2 separate regions of the Rattus norvegicus genome follow, and region 2 is linked to region 1. A link is a contact called in public Hi-C data. All regions are on one chromosome and are shown on one strand. Each heading gives the region's core, a stretch centred on a gene start, on an enhancer-like site or on the middle of the called end of the contact. The rest is flanking DNA. Distances are from core to core; before and after follow the strand shown.

Region 1 (6,333 bases), core at 2,249-4,748:
CGGGGGCCTGTGATGGAGAGAGAGAGAGAGAGAGAGAGAGAGAGAGAGAGAGAGAGAGAGAGAGAGAGAGAGAGAGAGAGAGAGATTCTCTTGCATCCTTGGGCGCATTCCAACTCCCACATTAATAGGCTTGCCTGGGTGGGACCACACATCGGTCCCGAGTTTGGGAATTTCACCGAGTAAGACTGGCAACCTTCCTGACTACCACTTAGAAATCCAGATACCAAAGTGAAAAGCTCCATTAAGGCTATTAGGCCAACTGTGGGCTGCTTGGTAATAATCTCAGGTAAGGGCACTGTAGGAACAGCAACAGAAGGGAGTTTATGAGCCCCAAATGACGCTGTGCTTTTCAAACTTAATATGGTTTTATCCTCTCAAGGATCTTGCCATGCCGTCCTGTCATCTCCTTTTGCAGCACCGTAGTGGAAATTTCTCCTAGACTCATACCCGGATGCCCTGCCCTGCCCTGCCCTTCTCTGAAATTGTCCTTTACTAGGAGAAGACTTTGCAGCTGCCCCTTCCACCTTCCTGTGTGGATCCTGAGGTCCCGGCAGCTATTACTAATCAAGCCCGGCCATACTTTATAGCCCTGGTTCCAGAGCAGCTCGTACCTTGTTATACCAGAGAATTTTAGGCTCTGTGGAGCAGGGCCATCTTCCCTCCTCCTCTCCTCCCTCTGCGGCATACTCTCTGCAGTGAATGAATGCCTTCCTAAGATGAGACTCACCGCTCCAAGGACTCTCTGCTCTCTCCTGACTTCTGGAGAATCTTGGTAATGGTCACCTTCAGAGGTGGAGGGGGGTTTAGGAAATAGGATATAGTTATGAGTGGGATGAGATCTGTCATGTAAGAGGCGCTGGCACAGATGTACATTGTTAACATGCACACTGCATCCTCTGGAGAGGTACAGCAGTGGTTCCCAGGACTATGGATAAACGTTTGGCTTGTGCTTCAAAGGAGATTTCAAAGGCATGACTGTGAAGGAGGGATTCTTCAGAAACCGACTCACCTGTTATTACAGTGGAGTACTTGGGTAGAAAAAAATCATTATTTTGAAAGTCTCCAATTCTCCAAAATCAAGTGGGTCCCCATGTTCACCTGCTGCCCCTGCCCTAAGTGCCCTCACCTCTGTAAATGGCAATGGCAATCTCTCTCTCTCTCTCTCTCTCTCTCTCTCTCTCTCTCTGTGTGTGTGTGTGTGTGTGTGTGTGTGTGTAAGCTGCCTCCTTCATTGCTGCTCACTTTCTGAGAGCCTGAACAGTATCTAATGTTTCTGTCATCCATAGCCTCTTTCTGAGATCCGCTTGAGAAATGAAATGTTTGGGAATAAGTAATACTATTGGTACTTGAGACCTTGCAAATCATGCAAGATGGGAAAAACAGATGTTGAATTATTTTTGTCTTTTGTCCTAGAAAAATGGCAGCAACGAAGATTTCTATATTTAAAGTCTGCTTCCTTCAGAGAGTGTGTGCATTTATTTGCTAAGAGCTGTGCTTGTCTACAGTGGCCTGCCCTGCTTTCCCTTTTCTGAAGACCCCTCTCTGCTTGCCACCTAGGGCTGCTGATTAACCCTATGGAGCTAGGTGACTGACTGTTAGAAACCATAGGCATCCTATGGGTGACGTAAGAACCCAGTTCTTGGGAGAGCTAGAAATTCAGCGGCACGATGTTTGACCCCTTTAGCCCGTTTGAACCCAGAGAGGTCTTCCAGATGTAATGAGCGCCAGACCAGACTGCGAGTGTAGCAGCCAAGGGTTTTAATTGTTGAGTGGAGGTTGTTGTCTGGTTGACTGTTAAGAATTAAGGATTGACCAGGAGTCACTGGAGTGAGTGTGTGTGTGTGCATGTGTGTATCTATGTATACATAGGCCGATTGACCTTTTTGGAGGTTGTACTTATTCAGATGTTTAAATGTCAACCGAAAATATCATTGTTCATCAACCAATGATAACTTAATGATGGAGAGCACAGTTGAATGCAGATAGACTTTCAGTTCTGTTAATTTATTCTCATGACATTTAAGTTCGAATTCACATTAAAATACCTTGAAGTGAGGTATCGGATGTGAAGCTTGCTTCTCCACTGAGGTTGGGGGAAGCCGTGGCTGCTGCTGGAAGCAGTAATCACAGACTCTTACACGCAGCCATTGACTCGAGCACCTATTGGTCCACAGGATGGATTTTTTTGGTAAAATGTAAATTTTTTTTTTCTGAAGAGAAATTGTAGTCTTCAGAAGTGAGGATAACTTGCTTACATGATTTTCCCTACCCACACAACAATGCACACTTATAAACAAAACTGCCTGCCGGTGGCTTCTGCTACAGCTGCCTCACTTAGAGCTTGCTTTTTCTTCAGCGAGCGATCAGCCTTGGAGAAGGGAGACTTCCTGAGTCTCATTATCTCTGCCTCCTCTCTCTCGATGGACACAGGGCTGGTCTCAGGTCCCTAACACCAGGTTCAAGTCCAATGGGACAAGGGTGAATTTCCTTGTAATCTGGAGGCCCTGTTTGTATTTTCTGTGGTAAGGAGGTAGTCATTACTTTACGATTACTTTAAAAACGCTGTATTATTATTCTCTGAGTGGGTCATGCTTGTGGAGAGAACCTTGTGGAGTAGGGCTTCCCACCATTTCTAGGGCGGTCTTGGGAATTGAACTCAGGTAGTCAGGTTTGCATGGAGCATACCCATGTGAGCATCTCCTTACCCTTGCATACTTTGACAACCTCTATTTAAAAAAAAAGTCAAGGTTGCTTTTTTCTTGTGGAAAATATCCAAGGAATTTTTAACCACAGAGCGACCTGCACATTGCTCTTCACCCACCTGTCATAAAAATTCAAGGTTTGAGATAAGCCTTGACACACAACAGGCCCTCAGGGTAGGTGGCCTCAGATAGGTGCCACAGTTACCACACCTCCCTGGCTTCCACTTGGATTTAATGAAATCACCACCCCAGAGGATTGCTTTTCTTTTGGGTGTTAATTAGTAACTTTGGAAAAACAGTATTTTGCTTTCACATGATTTAGGTTAAAATAAATATTTAAGAATTTTATTGAACATCATATGTCCCATGGTCTGCATTCCTAACTTTTAATTTCAAGTGTGCTGTCATGTCCTTAGGGTGTGAGCGACTGGGTGGCAAGAAACTCCTCTGGTGTAGTGACCTAGGCTTTTGTTCTAATTGCTCGGGCTATATTAGCCCCTGCTGGTAGAGAGGTTGGTTAAAATACTTTAATCCTTTTATCACCCAGCAGGGGTGCTAGGAATTCGACACAGGGGGCCAGTGGAAGTGCCCCCCAGCAGAGGCTTGACAATGGAACCATTGTTCTCTTCGTGATCCTCAAAGACCTGAATTTGTGACCAAGTTTTGTGTGTGTGTGTGTGTGTGTGTGTGTGTGTGTGTGTGTGTGTGTTTCTGTTTTGAGTACCAAGAAAGGGCTATTGATCCATTCTCTGTTGATCCATTCTGCCACCTTGTGGCCATCCTAAGGATTGTCTCAGCCCATTACAAGGCCTTTCCCAAAGCCCTGAAGATGCTGAAGGCCCATTTCCCGACTTCTCCCCACCAGTCTCCAGAGTGCTAGAGGAAGCACATGGCACCTCAGCAGAGACGGCCCTGTCTTCTTCCTTTGTTCCCCCTTACCCCCTTGCTCACTGTCCACTTGGAAGAAGCATGTGCTTCACAGACTTTAGCAGGCCCCTCCCTGGTCATAGAGAGGAAAGGAAAAGATGAAGAGATGGTCGGTCTTTTACCTGAATGGGGAACGCAGTGTGGGCGGGCGACCTGACTGATAAACTGGGAAGGTGCAGACGTGCCCTGCCGGGGGTAGGCGCCCTCACCCAATTCAGACATCTGGTTGCTCCCTCGCTGTGGTGAAGTCTCTGGACTCTTCCTGTATGACGCCAGTGTGCTCTGTGGACCTCTGAGACATCATGTGTACAGTATTGCACTAGCTTCTGTGGGACACGCCTTGGGAAATACTGCCCACAAGGGTGTTCATCTGTGGAGCCACTCTGCTCTGTGGATTGAATTATGCAGGGCAATACAGTTTCTTCAGTGGTGTCTTAAAACTGTTATTCCTAGAAGGGAGTTTTAGAAGAAACCACATACCACCCTGAATTTCAGTTGCCACCTTCAGATGAAAAAATATCCAAGAATGGTAGTAGAGAAGTCTGGATCTTCAGAGAGAGAGAGTTTCAGCGTCTGTAGTGCAGCTTGAGACTTACACCTTAAACATTCAAAAGACTAAAATGTAAATATTTTTGCATGCATGTCTGTGTGTGTGTGTGTGGTGTGTAAAAGTCTGTGGTTCAAGTTAGTGGCTTTCATGTAGGGTTCTAAGAAGAATTTGCAAGTGTGTATTTTGTTGCCAGAGATGGGACCCAGGGATCCTGAATGCTAAGCTGCAGAAGCAAATTTCATTTTTTTTTTTTTTTTTTTTTTGTGTGTGTGTGTTATACGACACTCTTGAGTTGCCAGAGAGGAAATCTTGCAGTGTGCTGTTTCGCTGTGCCAGCCTTAAACATGTTCCTAGTTGGTTTATATCAGAGGAAAAATTAGCTGGCTGCTTTGAAAAAAATTAAGAATTTCTTTCTTCTTCTCTTTCTAACCAAGTCATTTGGAGCTAGAGAGATTGCAGATGATAAATTGTAAGTTGGTCACATTTCACTTTGAGGCTGATAATAAAAATCTGGATTTAGCTCAGAGGTAGAGTTACATGCTTAGGTATGGGGCCCTGAACACCAAAATTATATGACGATGACAATGGTAGTTAAAAGCTAGAATTTAAAAAGCAGAAAATTCTAAGTCGGGTGTGGTGGTGCCCACTTTAATCCCAGTACACTCAAGAGGCAGAGGCAGTGGATCCCTGTGACTTCATGGCCAGCCTTGTTCTACAGAATGAGTTCTAGGACAGGTAGGGCCTCACAGTGATATCCTGTCTCCAACAAAAAGCAACAAGGCAGAACAAAAAGCAGAGAAACTGTTGGGGCCCTTTGTAGGCTTATAAATATTTCATTTGACTTTTGGGTGTAGAGGTGCAGATTAAATATTGTGAAAATTCTGATGTATGTAAATGTTTCAGGAACACTTTAGATTTTACACCAGGAGTGTAGTCATTCTGATTTCCTACAACAACCATTACTTTTTTTTGGCATGGTGTGTGCCCTATGTACAATTGGGGCCACACAGCCTGCACTGTGCTTTCATTACTGTGTTTCACAAATATGATCTCAGTCACATTCCAGGTCAGATACAGCTGGGGAAGGAGAGGTGGGGTTTGATTCTGCCCCACGGACTATATTCTTTCTCTTCCTTCATCCTTAGAAAGCCGTTGCCTATGTTTAGTGTGGAGATACTAGGGATCTTGTAAATAAAACTTACAAACTGAGCCGTCATCTTGGAGACACAGGCACTTTGCAGCACTGCCTTCTCATCCCATTTGGCTGTGGACAGGAGCCTGAGCCCTGAAAACGTAGCTTTTAGACTCCTCATGAATAACGTTGGAGACATAGCTCTCACAATAACTGCTTGTGAGCATTTGCTCAGAAGGATAAGTTACATTTATGTCTGAAGGACCCCCAGGGGAGAATATGTTGCCATTTGTGCAATTCCTGGCCTGTGACCACTGTCTGAGCAAGTGCTTGTCTCTCTCCCCTCCTTATGCTCAAGTCCACAGACTTGGCTCACCTGGCTCTAGATTGTCACAGGTTTGCCCATTGTCACAGCATCTTGGGTCTTCATTCTCTTGAGTTAGTGCCTAGAGGAGCCCGCGTATTTCTAAATATGCTAAGGCACACAAGTAAGGTGTTTACATACACATCAAAACCTTTTAAAAGGAAACTCTTTTTGCTAACAATGTAATCCATTTTAATCATCACCGGCTCCTTTCTTTTGTAACCCTGGAGATTACAAATGCACAGCAGTCCCTGATAGGCAGGAGGTGGGGGAGTTCTTTTCCTTAGTGTGCCAAAGGTCGTATTAAAATGTGCTGTTTGCTGCTGTTGTAGTCCTGGTGCTAGCAAACACAAGACATTGAAGGCTAGCGTTAAGTGAACTGTATATTTGCTGTGCTGTCCCTTTATGTTGAGAATGCGTCCGGGGAGAGGAGTACAGACCTCTGGGTGTGGAGGCTGTTGTTTCTGTCTTCTTCCCTGTGGGGATCCCCTGTGCTTGCAGCCATTGAAGAAAGTATTTAGGGACGCCTTTGTTTTTAAAAAGGAGACTTTATTTGTCATGGGAAAACTAATTCCAATTGGCCCGTCAATCTCATTGTCTTCTTGGTCCCAGTGCTTTTATAAGTTTAATCTCCTTTGAAATGGCATCTATTGTCGAG
Region 2 (7,062 bases), core at 3,261-5,760, 250 kb before region 1:
TATTTGAGGTTTTGTTTCCATTGTAATATCAAAAGTTTGTGCTTTTTTAGCTGTGCATTTAATATTTCAAATGTTGTTTTAGGTCTCAGAGTACCAGCAAGCCAAATGTTAGAAATTTTGGCCGCTCACTTCTGGCAGGTTACTGCGCCACGTATATGCCTGACTTGGTGCTGCACGGAACCAGCAGCGATGAGAAGCTGAAGCAGTGCCTGGCAGCCGATCTGGTCCACACGGTGCATGTAAGTGACCAGGGTAGACCCACAGGATGACCAGCAACTGGTTCTCCAGCTCACATTGAAGGCATCTGCATAACGGATCGCTTGTATGGACATAGAGTGACATGACAGCCAGTAAGGTGTAGTTAAGAGTCTGGGGACTCTGTGAGCAGGACTGCAGAGTCCTGGAGCAGGAAGAGAGACTGCCTGTTTGGGGACAGTGAGGACGGTGGAGCACCTGGCTCCCAGCGTTCTCCTCCATCCTCCAGTTTCTTTTGCAAGAGGCGAAAGAGCAAGGGCACAGCTAAGGCACAGACCTCCGATTTTCTTCAGAGGTCAGCCTCCTGGAGCCAGAACGGGTGGGCAGAGTAAAGTGGGAGTGGATGGCTGTGGGCTAGCCTGGCAAACGTAAATTGGCAGATGGTGAGTGACAGTTTTATGTCTTTAGAAGGAAGATTGAAGAGATGTTGTGTATGGCTTGCTTTTTATCCAGACCTTGCAAGTTTCTAAAAGCAATTGGCTTTAACTGATTTGTCATTGAGCTCACTCTGATAGCCGGGTTATAGAACGATTTACAGGTATTACTGGGAAGTTGCCTGCAGCCACTGTTAAGTGCTTTTCTGTTATCTACAGCATGACAGGAGCTGAACACTTAGAGAAACTGTGTCAATGTGATGGACCTGTTTTAATTGTGCTGCCACTGGGCAGATGTGCAAGCATAGCTACTTTGCAATTAGAAACATAGGCTATCTGTGCAATAGGGAGAACCCTTGTTGGCTCATTAAGATTGTTGGAATGTGGCTTTGTTATCTCCTTATTGCACAGTTTTTGTTTGTTGAGGGGAGGAGTTTCTTCAGAGTAGAAAAGAAGACATTGTAGGTCATCTTTAGCCTTGAGCATCCACCCAGATACAAAGTGGACACAGGCTCAGCAGGCTAAGGTTGCTTGTATGAAGTAAGAAGGGCTCAAGTGGGAAGCAGAGATCAGGATCCTGCACCCCATAGAGGTAAAGAGCTGTAGAGGAAGTAGGTGGGATCTGTGCAGGGCCTACCCAGCATACATGTGCTTACCCAAATATGCCTAGTCCCACACACTTTAATCAGACAACTTCCCTCACCGGAACTGTCCTGAAATAAAACTGAAGTTTCTGTTATTTACAAGTGACTCACAGTTCCCTTCATTCTTACCATAGCTACCACACACTTTCTCTTATCATTTCAGAGGTGCTCATCTATCCATCCCATAGTATAAGCACAGGGCCCTCCTTACATGGTATCATGTCTCTGCACTGTCCTCAGTGTGCCTGTCCTTTGTGTGTTTAGCATGTGTTGGGACGTGATGGGACCCTGTTTATGTCGCCTCCTGCCTGTGTCCATACATGCAGAGCCCTTGGGTGTTTGCTTTCTGTGCTGTGTCGGTTTGATTCCGAAGGATGTTGGTTTTGTTCCTTTCACCTTTTCTCCACCAAGCCACAGTTCTGCTCCTAACAGAGGCTCAATTAGGCTGTAGGAGCTAGCGGTTGTCCTCAGTGACACTGAGCTCATGAGCTGCTGCACATTTTCCCCAAAGTGCCCAGATTCACTTCCTAACCACCATGGAAAAGCAATTTCCTGGTTGATAACCACTTCCACCTTATCTGTGACACAACTCAATTTCTAATTTCTGAATATTTGATTTTCACTGTTACCATCTACCTCTGTAATTCTTTTATTTGAGGAAATGGCCATATCTACATTATCATTCCTCTTAGAGCTTTTCCGTTTTCATTTTCTCCCTTTTAAAAACAGTATTTTTACACTGGAGGAGCTCTCATATCTTTAAACTATATAGTCATCTTGAGAGGTTAAATTTTATTAGGCATACTAATTTATTTCGTGTGATGTGAGTGCTTACAAAATGCAGTCATGTGCATACTGTTATATAGAAAATTGTGGATTGCTCATAAAAAAATCTTCAAGTTTTAATAATTTCATAATATGTCCAGTTAGTGGATTTCCAATTTCATTTAACACTCATCATCATGAGTTTTGCATTTGTTTGTTTGTTTGTTTGTTTGTTTGAAATGAACTCTCACTGTGTAGCCTCAAGCTCTAAGCAGTCCACCAGCATCTGCCTCCCAAACCCTGGAATTATAGGTGGGCACCATCATAGTGGTCCTGAGTTTTGATTTTGAAATGGAGTTTCACGTAGACTGCCTCTCTGATTCACACTCTGGTCTGTAACAATGTTGTTCTGTTTTTACTTTAAAAGGCACTTAACTTCCATTTACAAGTACTTGGGAAATAGATGTATTTTTAAAACATTGGTGAATTAACCATTCGTAAGGGACAGTGACTTTTCTGAGCCGAGCACATCGTCAGGAAAAGAAGCAGAGATAAGGGCTATGTGTACCCTGTGCACACTGAGAACTTATGGGGGAGAAGTGGGGGAATCCTGTGCACCACTTGCTTTCACAACCTGATTTGGGAGTATAAATAATTCCAGTCTCGTGTCAGGCTTTGGGGCTTGTGATTCCTTTTAAAGAAGGATTTTGAATAACTTGGTAAAAGCAACTCTGGTAAGTTCTTGATTGTTTTTTCTTAGACTCATGCATGGTTTAGATTATAAAATCTGGCTTTATAAATGTGCATTATATAGCCACAACAGACTAGCTTTCTTTGGAGCACAAGGAAATTTCTTTCTAGAACATTCAACATCAAGAGTATCTTTTTATTCTTTTTGTTATCCTAGACTCTTACAAAAGATATCTTTTGCCGTTTACTTTCATGGCTTTCATTGCCTTTCTCAAACACTAGGACTCAGGTTTTCTCGCGGTGTTTAACCCGTGCTATTTTTCAGTCTGATATTTGAACTCTTTCCTCCTAATACAAGTTACCCAGCCTCTGTAACAGTCCATGGTAACTTTCCCTATCAATTAAACGTATCCTTTCCTTCACCTTCCTGTTCACTGAATGAGAGGGGACACATGCATGAGCCAGCAACACTCATCTTGTGACCCCCCCCCCCCCCAGGCAGCCTCGTCTGTCTTCTGTGTCCCGCGTGCCTGCCAATGAGTGCAGCCAACTAGGCAGTGTTGGTGACCAAAGTGAAGGCAGAGGAGGGTGACAGACCAGTGCCAGGTAGCTTGGCTCTGAGTCCTGGTGTCACTACTCACCGAGACTTCCAACTAGTCAGCTAACATCACTTAAACCTAAGGATGATTTTTAGAGGACACAAGAACAGGGAGACTAGGATGCAGTGAGTAAGAGTTTGCTTTCCATGTTGGGGAGAAAGCTCAGTAGGAAAGTGCTTGCCCAATAAGCATAAAGACATGTTTGATCTCCAGGACCCATGCCTAAAATCCTGGGTGTGGTGCCATGCATTTATAATCCAGCACTGGGGAGGCAGAGGTGGAATGATCCCTGTAGCTCACTGCTGGCCACGCCCAGCCTCCTCATTGAGGTCCTCATGAGAGAACATGTCTTGAAAAACAGGATGGATGTGTGCATAGAACACTTGAGTTTGATCTCTGCCCTACATTCGAGAAGTTGGACCTCCAAAGAGGCAACCTAGGTCTGAATCATAGCTCAGCTCCTATTGGCTTTGTGGCCGTTGGGGGAAGTGTTCATCCTATAAAATAAAGTGTACTGATTTCATTTGAGTTTGAAAATTTCCATAATCCACATCAGGTGTTGATTCCAGTGCCTGGTATGCACTACTAAGCTCTCAGTAACTGTTAACTATTTAAACAGGAAGTGTGGAAAATCCTTATAAATGGTAAAGTAGTGTGACATGTTATTAACAGGTAGACAACACTGTGTTAGTTGAAACAGAATTACTTCAGAGTTTAGAAAGATGTGCAAGTGTCCTCAGCACTTCTTTGGTTGTGGGTGTTAGACACTGAGAGCACTGCTGGAGGTGGCTGAGTTGAGCCTGAGCAGAAGTTTGCCCTTTGTCATGTAACAAGGAGCCGACTGGCTTCTCTTACATTAGGTAAGGTCATCGGGGCTACAGTTGGCATCATAACAGTGATCTAGGCTTCGGGCATTTTTCAGACCAATCTATAAATAACAGTTGACTATAGCAGCCTGTTCCATTTAATTTTAAGAGCAGCAGCAGCAGCAGCAGCAGCAGCAGATTGACTCCAGAAATATCACATAGGAGTCAGTAGCACAGATAAGGAGGTTTGCTGAAAGCCTGGCTGTGATACGCACTCATGAATACTAATTAATTCATGTGGGCAACCAACCAGCCAGACTACAAAAGAACAGCCTGTCCCATCAGACAAGAAACCATTACTTAAGTAGCACATAGTATTAAATGCCTCGGGTCAGATCAACAGGCTAGAGAGGAAACCATTTTGGATGAGTCCCTTGTTTACAACACCCTGGCTGTTTTCGTTTCTCTAGGTTACATTAGTAACTCGGGGCCTGCAGCTCTGCCTTGTGCAGCTGGAGCTCTGAATGCAACCCCACCTGGGATTGGGAGATGTGTTTCGAGGGCTTTTAAATGAAATGAGTTATGTTACTGTTTGCTTTTTCAGACATCATCTTACCACGTAGCCCGGGTGGGCCTTGGAACTCGCAATCCTCCTGTTAGTTTCCTGTTAGCTGTGTAGAGTTCTGGGATTATAGGCATTTGTCATCATGCCCATCTCACTTGCCAGTCCCCCTTCTTCCCTCCTTCCCACTGACCTGTTACCTCTAACTCTTAAAATACATATTTTACCTATAACTGGATTTTGAGGATCACCTTTTAGTCATAAAGAGGACGGAAATCCTTACAAATGATCAGGGATATTATTTAGTGAGATCTTTGCATTGTGTGTGAGTATATATGTACATGCCTTCATACATATACATCAGTATGCATACATGTCCACGCATCTACAAACATGTGTCACTCCCTCCCATAGGCCTGCACTTACTGCGAACAGAAACAGAGGCTTATGTATTTCTTTGTATTCTTAGTGTGTCACCTGGTGCCTGGTGCATGAAAAGTGCTTGTTCTTTTTAAGTAACTTCATAAAACTGAGTTTAGAGCATTGTAGGTTTCATATTAGACTTGAAATACTGATGGGAATTTGCCTTTTTCTGGGGCAAAGAGATATGTGCATAATCTTCCTTCAGAGTCATGAAGAGGAAGAGTGGTGTATTTGACATGACGCCTGTCGCTCTTTGGGTTCATTTCATATTCTTTTACATTTATTTACTTTTATGGGTATAGGAGTTTTGCCTGCAAAGGCCAGAGGAGGAACTGGAGTTACAGATGGCTCTGTGAGTTGTCATGTGGGTGCTGGGAACTGAACCCCAGGTTCTTCAGAAGAGTGTTTGATTTTTTTTTTTTTTTTTTTTGGTTCTTTTTTTCGGAGGTGGGGACCGAACCCAGGGCCTTGCGCTTCCTAGGTAAGTGCTCTACCACTGAGCTAAATCCCCAGCCCCCTTGATTTTGTTTTATTTTGTGTGTTTTTTATTGACTCTTCTTGATTTCACATCAATGCATTCCAATCCCACTCATCTCCCATCCCTTCATACCCATCACCCATCCTTGCAACCTCTCCACAAAAGAAAAGGAAAAGGGGGGGGGGATCTTGTTGTAGAAGCTGCAGTGTATGACAGTGTGTCTCATGGTCTACCCTTTTGTCCACACTTCTTTACTTGCAATATTCAGGCTTCTGACTTCTGGTTCTCTGTCAGTACTACATCCTCACTGGGGCCCCTCTCAGATACCCTGTTGTTGCCCTGTGACATAAAGCTTTGGATCTGTAGGACTGGCTTAACCTGGGCCATCTCTACAGTTCCCTGTATTTATTTTCTGTACTAAGGTCCTTTGGACTTTCTGTCTTTTCTGCACACTGTTTCAGAGTTGAGCACATGTCTACTTTCATTTTCCCATTTTCTTTTCTGTATGAGATACTTAGACATTATGCCAACCTCCACAAAAAGCTGCAAACCTTCTCTGGCATTGAAGCCACACACTCCGTCATGGGACTTGGTTCTGGGACTCTGTGACCTTGTACACCTTGTTGCACCTTCAAACTGAATCTGATCTCAGCCTGGCTGTTGAGCTGGTGGTCACAGGCTGAATGTGGGCGTCATCCCAGGAAGCACAGTGACTGCAGCCACAATCACAGCACACAGAGGCCAGGCTTTTCACCCCTCCTGCTCATTGTGCTGTTCGGAGTGCCCCGTTCCTGCCCTGTGCCCATATTGGTCGTGGTGTCTTGTGGTTCTCAGAGGCCTCCACCTCCCCATAGCTCAGAGTGACTGCTGCACTTGCTGCCCCCTTCCTCTTAATTTGAGATAGGATCTTGCTTTGTAGCCCAGGCTGACCATGAATGTGAGCTGTTCTTGTCTGATCTACTAAGTGTTGGGAATACAGCCAGGCACCATCGTACAGGCTCTTGTCTCTTATCATGTGACAACTCTTCATTCTTAAGTGACTAACACTAAGCCTGTTTCCAAGAGAGAAATTCTGCTAAACAAATGTACAGATGGGATGTGAAGTGTAATTGTTTCTTCTGAGTCTTCATATGCACTAGCAGTCTGGTGGTGGCCTCTTGGGTTTCCTGACTGGCTTGGCTCTCCATGGTTGAAGGAAGTAGGCTGGAGAGGAGAGTCATGCAGTGGCAGACTTACTTTATCTGTTGGAAATCACTGGAGTGCCTTTTATATACGACAGGCTTATCTCTTACTCAGAGCCTCAAGTAGGAGGATTCCAGTGACTCGGTGCACCAGTGACATGGAGATGGCATTCTCCCTGCCAGCGTGTATGAGGACGTTATTGTTGGACTTTTAGGTTATACACCTAGGTCTTGGCAGTTCCCAAAAGCTACGCTTGTCCACCATCCCCAATATACCAAATAACT

Evidence for each region. Hi-C and Micro-C count contacts between places; a contact is called where the count stands out from the background.
Region 2: a contact with region 1 is called in a Hi-C map of Schwann cells, with 7 times the contacts expected there. The contact joins two enhancer-like sites. A contact is called at or near these places in 7 of 12 Hi-C or Micro-C datasets (the Rat2 cell line, Schwann cells, kidney and 3 more).

What each region holds. Positions count from the first base shown.
Region 1 is chr2:166,665,141-166,671,473 of GRCr8, reverse strand. It overlaps a transcript of Rapgef2 not described here. Among named protein-coding and RNA genes, the nearest start is that of Rapgef2, 48 kb to the right of the region's middle. Within about 2 kb of position 3,498, at least 8 of the 93 cell types and tissues checked have an H3K27ac peak or open chromatin away from gene starts, as enhancers often do. A contact at or near this core is called in Schwann cells, where this site is marked.
Region 2 is chr2:166,911,134-166,918,195 of GRCr8, reverse strand. Fnip2 (folliculin interacting protein 2) reads left to right here. Exons shown (of 17, transcript NM_001271167.1): 14 at 83-239. Among named protein-coding and RNA genes, the nearest start is that of Fnip2, 91 kb to the left of the region's middle. Within about 2 kb of position 4,510, at least 13 of the 93 cell types and tissues checked have an H3K27ac peak or open chromatin away from gene starts, as enhancers often do. A contact at or near this core is called in Schwann cells, where this site is marked.